2 separate regions of the Gossypium arboreum genome follow, and region 1 is linked to region 2. A link is a contact called in public Hi-C data. All regions are on one chromosome and are shown on one strand. Each heading gives the region's core, a stretch centred on a gene start, on an enhancer-like site or on the middle of the called end of the contact. The rest is flanking DNA. Distances are from core to core; before and after follow the strand shown. Region 1 has its middle 9.1 kb from the start of LOC108463612. Region 2 holds the start of LOC108461531 (protein ALWAYS EARLY 2-like).

Evidence for each region. Hi-C and Micro-C count contacts between places; a contact is called where the count stands out from the background.
Region 1: a Hi-C map of leaf shows a contact between it and region 2, with 5 times the contacts expected there. The contact joins the enhancer-like site here to the promoter of LOC108461531 in region 2. A contact is called at or near these places in 2 of 5 Hi-C or Micro-C datasets (both in leaf).

What each region holds. Positions count from the first base shown.
Region 1 is chr13:90,625,109-90,629,840 of ASM2569848v2, forward strand. No RefSeq gene overlaps it. Among protein-coding and RNA genes, the nearest start is that of LOC108463612, 9.1 kb to the right of the region's middle. Within about 2 kb of position 2,728, at least 2 of the 2 cell types and tissues checked have an H3K27ac peak or open chromatin away from gene starts, as enhancers often do. A contact at or near this core is called in leaf, where this site is marked.
Region 2 is chr13:90,336,230-90,340,935 of ASM2569848v2, forward strand. LOC108461531 (protein ALWAYS EARLY 2-like) reads left to right here and starts at 3,081. Exons shown (of 21, transcript XM_017761397.2): 1 at 3,081-3,207; 2 at 3,317-3,337; 3 at 3,811-3,931; 4 at 4,083-4,178; 5 at 4,340-4,402. The coding sequence starts at 3,827.

The DNA.
Region 1 (4,732 bases), core at 1,478-3,977, 290 kb after region 2:
AATGCTGAATACTTATCGGATCCACATAAAGGTCAATCTCAAATAGGATATTTATTTACATGTGGGGGTACTACCATATCATGGCATTCAACAAAGAAAACATTAGCTGCTGCTTCTTCAAATCATGAAGAAATAATTGCAATGTATGAGGCAAGTCGAAAGTGTGCTTGGCTAAGGTTATTGGCCCAACATATCCAAAAGATATGTAATTTGCCTTTACAGGAAAAGATGCCAACTATCTTATGCGAAGATAATGTAGCATGTATAACTCAATTGAAAGGTGGTTATATCAAAAGTGACAAAACGAAACATATTTCACCAAAATTATTCTTCACCCATGATCTTGAGAAAAGAGGTGATATAAATGTTCAACAAATTCGTTCTAGTGAGAATTTAGCAGATCTTTTTACTAAGGCATTGCTAACTTCAACATTTGAAATACTACTACACAAGATTGGAATGCATCGACTCAAAGATGTAATGTAATGTTGCCATCAGAGGGAGTCTAAAACAAGTTGTTATCTTTTCCTTTAACCAAGGTTTTGTCCCATAGTGTTTTCTTGGTAAAGGTTTTTAACGAGGCAACTTGTAATAGAAGATTGTGTACTATTTTTTCTTTATTAGGTTTTTTATCCCACAGGGTTTTTCCTAATAAGGTTTTAACGAGGCACATTATCTACCAATGGACATCTAAGGGGGAGTGTTATGAATATCTTATTAAGTGGATGTCCATCATGATAAAGATAAAGTTTTGATGTACGTTAAATTCTAGTAGTTATTAGAATTAGATATCTACTTCTTTTTTGCTTCTTATTCCTATAAATAGAGACTTTGATGGAGTATTGTAATCATCTCTTTTTATCAATAAAGTACATTCTCTATTGCTTTCATATTTTCTTTGTTCTTTATTCTCTCTATCTTTCTTTATTTTATAACAAAATTAATTTTTATAATTAGTAAAATTTAAATGTGTGAGATAACATTATATATAATGTTAATGTATTATTTACCCCAAAGTTTCATGCAATTATCACTTTGGTACCTAAGGAATTTTTGTATCAATTTGGTACCTAAAGTTTCCAACCGTGTATCACATTGCCCAGTCATTAACAATGCTAAAAATTGTTTTTTGTTGTGTTGTGAAATATTATGTCAAAGGTAATAAAGTATGAAAATAATGGTTCTTCATAGGTGAATTTTTTACTCATATTCGAATAACAAGTTATTTTATTTAATTACTAAATATTTTACTATTGGTTATTTCTCATTTTTATTTTCTTTACTTTTAAAATATTATTTTATTCTCTCAATTATTTTCAAAATTAATGGAATTTTATATGAGTTACATTGATTTTCATTTAATATAAAAATATATTATTTAATAAATTTAATAAATAAATATGTAAACGTGACATAGAAACTAGTATATATAAAAGTACAAGTTTGGAAAAACATTTGAACCGATGAAAATATCCTTTATTTTCAAGCATAGTACTAAATTGACATTTAAAATATTTAGAATTCAATTTAAAATTATTACTTTAAAATAGAATTATAACTTAAATAAAATCTAAACTTACCGGTCAAAATAACTAATAATTAATATTATAACAATTTTATAGTATTGTTTAATTACATTTAGTTTAGTCCATGCATATTTATTGATTTTTTACAAAGATTTAATGATTTATTATTTGCAAGAGATGGAAAAGAGTCTATTTCATTAATTAAGGTTTAAATAAAGATTGATTTTATTTTTTAATTATCACTTAGTTAGTGTTAAAGTTGTATATAAATTGTCAAATATAAGTATTAAATTACACCAACGCTAAAAAATTGCCCTCATCTTCTTCGGTTGATTTTGCTAACGGGAATGGAGATGATGCCTCTATTCCTGATGACTCCAACACTAAGAAGGTTCGCTTCAAGAATTCAGACGTGTCTTCTGATGATGTGATGGTTGTGGATCCTATACCAGAGCCTTCATTGTAATAGACGGATACGTTAGTGGGAAAGGAATCTTTAGATCAGAATAATAAAAAGGATGGCCAGCACTTTGCTGATAGTTTCGCCTTTACGTAGCAGGATGTCAAGAAATCTTTTGTTGATGGGGTTTCTTCCATTGGTTTTTCGGAGAGAGTTTATCAACTCTTGGAAAAAGAAATGTCAACCTCGATGGTACTTAAGATGCTGGGAAGAAATATTCGAATCTCCACCTTGCAAAATATGTTATATGGGATTTGGAGACCGTCTAAGCCTTTTCAATTAATGGATATTGAAAATGGCTATTTTCTTGCAAAGTTTCAGAATACTGAAGACTATGACAAAATCCTTTCTCAGGGACCATGGGTTATTTTTGGTCACTACCTTACTGTCCAACCTTGGACCATCGACTTCAACCCTAACCTACCCTATCCAAATTCGGTTCTCACATGGATTCGGTTTCCCGGTCTACCCAGCCATTTTTATAAGAAATAGATTCTCATGGAGATTGAGGGTATGATAGGCAAAGTCACTAAGTTGGATTTGAACACAGACAATAGAGCAAGGGGACGGTATGCTCGTATGGTAGTTTTTTGTCAATTTAGGGCAGCCGTTGGTCTCTAAAATTCTTATTAATGGCAACCTACAGAGGATTGAATAAGAAAACTTACCCGTGGTATGTTTTAAATGTGGCTATTACGGCTACACTAAAGAAACCTATTCATCGGACATACGGACCTCAGGGGAGATTGAGAAGGGTGAGTCATCGAGGCGTGTTCCTACCACTGTTGCGACGATCGGAGAAGAGGAGTATGGACCTTGGACGCTGGTGGAGAGGAGGTCTAAGCGCGACAATCTGGAAGGAAACAAAAAAGGACATAATTTGAAATGAGAGAAAATTCAGGGATCGCAGTTCCCTTTCCTAGCTGATTTAGCTTATTTAGAGGCGGTTTCATCAAGAACGGGTGTGATTAATAGTGAACAGGTGGCTATGAAGAATAAAGGGAAAGCCCATTTAATTAGCTCTCAAATCAAGGCTGCAACGAGTAAGAAACCGGGTAATGGTTCTAAGAAATCTGTCAGTGGTGAATTTGACTAAGGGTCAGGCCCGTGACCTAATGATCTTTTGCCCTCAAGTTGGTCAGTCCATGGTTCAACCTAAGACGGGCCTAGGTCAACAATTGGATCCGGCTGATAATAACTTGGCCCTTTTATTCAACAGCAAACAGGCCTCCAATAAAGATTACGGTGGGCCACAGTAGGAAGTCCGGGATTTGGAAGCACATGCAGGCGAACCTTTGAAAGACTCAATTACCTCGTTTATTTCTTTGCCAAATGTTCGAAGAAAATAATAGGCCTTTAATTTCAAGTATTTCTAATGCGGTTTTTCCTTCAATTTTAAATTCACATAATGTTGATGGTACAGGTCAAATACAAATGGAACCTCAATTATCTCTTCATAAACAAGTGGACCATGTTATGCATTTTAATCTTGCTTTTGAAGAAAACTCTTTTATTAATGTGGAGGTGAAGGAAGGTGTTTTAGAGGCCAAAATCATTCGGCAGTCGTGTTTTATAACAAAAGTATGCTGGAGAATGTGACTGGAGAATCGGGGGTAGTCAATCGGTTGGAATTAATTCATTTAAGGAGGCTCCTAAGGGTCAAAATTTCAAAGGGTCTGGTTCTAAAGGAGGTTGGAAGCCCAATAAAACCATAGAAGGATTAGGAAGTCATTTTAAAAATTCTGAAAATATTCATGTTCCATTTGTTGATTCTATGAAGAGAGCAACAAAACTTATTACTTTGAAATTTAATGGAAAATCTGCCAAGGATCTGCAAAGGCAACTTCGGTAGGATGTGGAAATTTCTTCTTTCGTTCCTCAATGAGATAAGTTTTCTATCCTTTTATTTTTTATTTTATTAATATGAATTTGTCTATTTTATCTTGGAATGTATAGGGATGTGTGTCTAATAAGTTTCTGCGAGCTTTTTGTGAGTATAATAATCAGTATAAGCCTGATATTGTTAGTTTACTTAAAAATTAGTAGGAATAAAGCTGACACAATCATTGCTAAGTTGGATTGGGATAAGTCTTGCCGTGTTGAAGCAGTAGGATTTCCTGGAGGTATTTGGATCGAATAGAAAAATTCGATTGACTTAAAGGTTGTTGGTAACCATTCTCAATTCATTTTGGCTCATATCTGTTCTTTTTTAACTCCTAAGTCGATCCTTGTTGCTTTTGTGTATGGAAGTCTTGATAAAATGAATAAGAAGGTTTTGTGGCATGATTTTAGTCGCTCAATTCCAATTGGGGATGTTTCTTAGATGGCAATTGGAGATTTCAATTCTATCCTCTCTTTTGATGATAAAAAATAAAACAAAGGAAAGTAACTACATAAGCAATGAGGGCTTAATAAGCTTGTATAAACTTAAACATAACTTACCATTTCATTTATACAATTCATAGATCAAGAATAAATCATTTCCAATGCCATAAGCTTAGTGAAAGCCTATACAACATCATCAAACTCACAAGTTAGTACACTTGTCCATGATACAAATGAAATCAACCATAAGATATGTAGTTTACCATATATAAACACATCATTTAACTCCTCAATGTTATTATAAAATCATGATTCATTCCATTTGCATACTTACCATTTCATTTCCTTTTATTACCCGTTGAACCATCTAGAATTACATCGAATACTCGAGAATGTTCACACATAGTGTGCCTTTCCATAT
Region 2 (4,706 bases), core at 1,831-4,330:
TCAAGTCTAGATAGAAGCAAGGTGAAAAGAGCCCTAAGTAACATGATGTCGTAAAAAATGACAGAGAAAGCCATCATCATTAGAGAAAACCTCAAGACCCAAAAGAGGAGGAATCATCACCGATCACATAGGCATCAACCACTAATGGAAACATTAGTGCCTATGATCTCGTTACCAAGGGCCCCTTTCTCCACTTAAGACCTTGCTTACAAAGAGGGAGAGAAACAATGAAGCATAAGATAGAGCCGAGCATCCTTGATCACCAATCGAAAGACACTGTAAGAGAGCAAAGGTTCACAACGACCCTAGATCGACTGAAATCAACCGTCGGCGACATCTAACCTAGAACAATACCCAAACAATGACTAAATCAATGGAGCTATTGGATCTAGCAAAAAACATAAAAACAAGAAAAGTAGCATTTGGAGGCTTTAGGCACCACCACCCATTCACCATTCAAGAGTTGTAGTAACTCTCTCACAAAAAATGGAATACTGGCATCAGAACACCACATTGGTCCCTCATTAACAAAGGTTCGCTTGTGAGAAGAAAAAATAATAAAAAAAATAAAAAAGCCATGAAAGCTCGGACAAGGACCCCAAAAGGGATTATTAAACCAAGAGGAAGATATTAGAAAATAGAGTAGAACAAGGAGACAAGACCCTCGAAAGGGGTTATTAAACCGAGAGGAGGACATCAAAAAACAAAGTAGAACAAGGAGACAAGACCCCCAAAAGGGGTTATTAAATCAAGAGGAGTACATAAAAAATAGAAAAGAGCAAGGAGGATGATGACCAACCACCGATAGTAGGTGTTTGGCCGTCAAAATCGAGAAACATGAAAATCACATATAGTAACAAACAACCAAAGCACGGGAAACAGAGGGCAAAACTAGAAACATGATCAAAAGAGTTTGGTCAATAGAGTAATGAACGACTCAGAATGGATTGAGTATGATGACTCAGCTTGGACAAAGAAAGACAAAACACGGGAAACAGAGTACAAAGCTAGAAATAGGACCAAAAAGGGCAATTTTTTTTTTGGAGTTTTAGCGACTACAGGCACCGTCCATAAAATAGATCTGCAAATTGTAAAAAAAGAAGCCATATGAAGTGAATGAGAAGAATAAATAAAGAAAATGTTGGTGGGAGGGAGAAAAAAGACGGGCGATAGCCAGCCCGGAGGCTGAAAACGTCGTGTCACTGGACAAAACAAAAGATAAAAAGTAAATGACTTAGAGAAGAAAAGAAAAATAAATAAATAAAAGGGGAAACTAAACTCTTGATACCATGTTACAAACTTAAGAAAAAGAATGATAAATGAATTTCAAAGAAATAATATTGCCTCTTGATTTACATTAAGTTATATAGTCTATTTATACTAGAAACTAGATACACAAATAAAGAAAAATATGATATGATATTAACTAATTATGCAAGATATAAGTGTGAGAAATTTGATATCATCTTTTAATGTCACAAATTTTTGCTATTTTATTTGAACTCAATAATCATTATTGAAGTTTTTTTAATAGAACTAGAATATAACCCTCGTAATTTAGAAAAAAAAGTTATATTAAAATTTTAAATATAATATTGATATTAATTATAGATAACTTTAATGATTGAATTTATAAGGAAATGAAGTTAATGTTAAAGTTGAATCTTTATACCAAATTAATTAGACAAAATATGGACAATATAATATGAGAAAATAATTAAATACATTAAACTATGGTTAAAACAAACAAATCGTGATTGTAGAATATGAATATAAAAACCTGTTATATATATATATAAAATATTTACGTATAAATTTATTTCAATACATAAAAATAATATGAACAAATACACAAAATTTTTATATTTGGCTTCTTTTTCTTTCTAGTGTTATTACATATTAGTGTGCCATGAAAGGAGAGTGGAACAGTGGTTTAAGAATATACAAGAGGCAAGACAATAGTTCAGGAATGTAAAACAACTAGTAATTTTCATGGAGCAAGAGAATTAATATCCCCTCTACTTTTAGGTATTATTGAGCGAGTGCACTGGAAATCCGAAACAATATTTGATAAAAACCTGCTTTTTGGGGTCGCTCTTCACACTCTTACTGTTAAGGCCAACAAGAAAGGGTGATGAAAATGCTCTCCAATGTGGCTATGTAAACTTCTTTTTTCAGTTGTGTTGAAACTAGTAAGATCTAAATTTTTTCTACGGAAGAGAAACATGCAAAAAATTAAAGATCTTTGTAAGCTTTAAACATTTTCCCGATACCACCGCCATAGCTATATAAAATGAAACACAAGTCTGCAATTCCAATAGATTTGGTTGCTTGACTTATGAGTGATAACACTACTTTTTCACCCCTGCCTTGCATGCAGTGCATAGTTGTGTCTATTTGTATTATTAAAATAAAACACATGTGAATCAAATTGTCACAATCAATGCTTTTATTACCTCCAATAAAAGGGAATTTTAACATAAAAAAAAAGGAAACGTTTAGCGTTTTATTGTGCATAAAGATTAGGAAAGAGGAAAAATTTGTATTTTAATCTCAGCGTGGTCAAAAAATTATGCAAAATTAATAAATTTTAAGTGGATCTGTTCTCATTTTTATATATTAATATAACATTATACTCAAAATATCCCTCTGTGTCTTAAAATCAACCCATTTCAATTGCCAATTAAGCTCTCTCAGTAGTTGTGGTTGTGGATATATCTTTTATAGAGGGTTATTGATAATTTTAATAAACTGGTGTATATTTTAATAATATGATATTAGGATGCTGTCATGATATAATATTTAAATATTTTCTCCAATTCCATTACTATTTTCCCAATAACCTAGGAGTTTAATTTTCCCATGAGACCGATGAATTTAATTGTTAAAATCTTAGCGGGAGCTAAAAAGATTTACCCATAAAAGTAGGGACTGGTTTGAAAATTAGCCTAGAAAAGTTTCAAATTTAATCCGCTATTATCATCTACATGGAACCCAAACCTATGCCATCAAATCGGACAGCTTCATTACCAATACTTCAAATTGCCACGTGTACGGTAATGACAACTTATTCATAATCCCATAGACTGAAACAGAGTAAAGCCAAGAAAAGTTAAAAATAAATAAATAAAAAACAAAATAATATCATTGGCCAAACCACCTTTATATTCAAGTTTCGCGGCAACGCCACTTTTCGCTCTCTCAAAGGTTGTTCTTTCTCAAAATTCTGTTTTTTCTTCTTATTTCTTTTTTAAATTTCTCTGAAAAATCTTTCTTTCTCTAATTCTTTTTTTTTTTGTTAAATGTGTTGGTTCAGCTGGGAAAAGGCCGGCAATTGGTAAGTGGAATTGTCTCCGATCTGTGAATTAGGGTTTAAAAGTTGAGATTTTGAACCATCACTGTGGTTTTTTAAATTCATTTTTGCAATTTTTAAAGGAGCTTTCGGTTAAAATTTTGAATTTTCGTTTCTTTTAAAAGTGTTTTCGGTTTTCTTCAGTGGGTTTGAAGCGGTTTCAAGGTGACTTTATGGATTAAGCCAAATTGGCTTTGCCGTTCTAGTGGTTTTAGAGCAGCATTGTTTTGCAATCTTTTTTTTTTTTCAATACGTAAAATTTTAGGTGTTTCAATTGTGAATGAAATTTTGATTGTGATTTTGAGATTTTGTGGTGTTTCTTTTTGCTGGTTCTAAAAAAAATTACAACTTATTATTTTTTTAAAGTTCATTGTTAACATCGATTTTACATCTGCACTATCTTTTTCGAATTTCCCCTTTTCTTTTTCAAGTTCATGTTTTATGATGGAATGCTTCAGATAAAGGAAGTCATTGATGGCCCCAACAAGAAAATATAAAACTGTGAACAAACAATATTCGAGTAAATGTGAAGTATCTCCTGATAAAGACGCAGGAAATTCAAGAAAAAGTAACCCAAAGGTAGGTGTTTTGTCATTTTTAATTGATTATTTGATTTGAAGATCAAATTTTCTTGCCTTTGGCTGTTTGATGATACTCTGTTTTACGTGGCATCATCATATGCTAATTGTGAGTCGTTTTGATGCATGGACTGTTGTATTCTATGCTATAGAAGAAACTATTTGACAAGTTAGGATCTCCATGGAGCAAGGCAGAGATCGAGCGGTTTTATAAAGCTTATCGGGAGTATGGGAAAGATTGGAAGAAGGTATATTAGCTACCTGCCACAGTATTTACTTCGAGAACTATAATAAAAAAGTTTAATGGTTTCACTGTAATTTTATATTGTGATGATGCTCCATCTAGGTATTCTATAAGCATAATTAACACTTCCTTTTTCATTTTAAATTTGTGGTTGCTTATGTTTAGGTGGCTGCTGCTGTACGTAACAGATCCACTGAAATGGTGGAGGCCTTTTACATTATGAATCGGGTATGGTTAGGTCTCGATGTAGCTTTAAGCACTAATCAGTTATCCAATTCATCTTTGATTGCTTAATCTTGTCCTTGAATGCTTATGGGTTTCATGATGTTTGTTTCTAAAATGCCCAAGGAAATGCTTAGATTAGGACTTGATTCAGTTCGAAAAAATCGAAAAAGAATTTGAATTTTGAGATAATCGAATCGAGTTATTCGAGTTTCGAGTTCGAGTTGAGTTAAATTTTACAGTTCAAATAATTCGAATAATTTGAGTTACAGATTGGTGTCACTACCCTTTATTTCCGGTTAATTTTGAA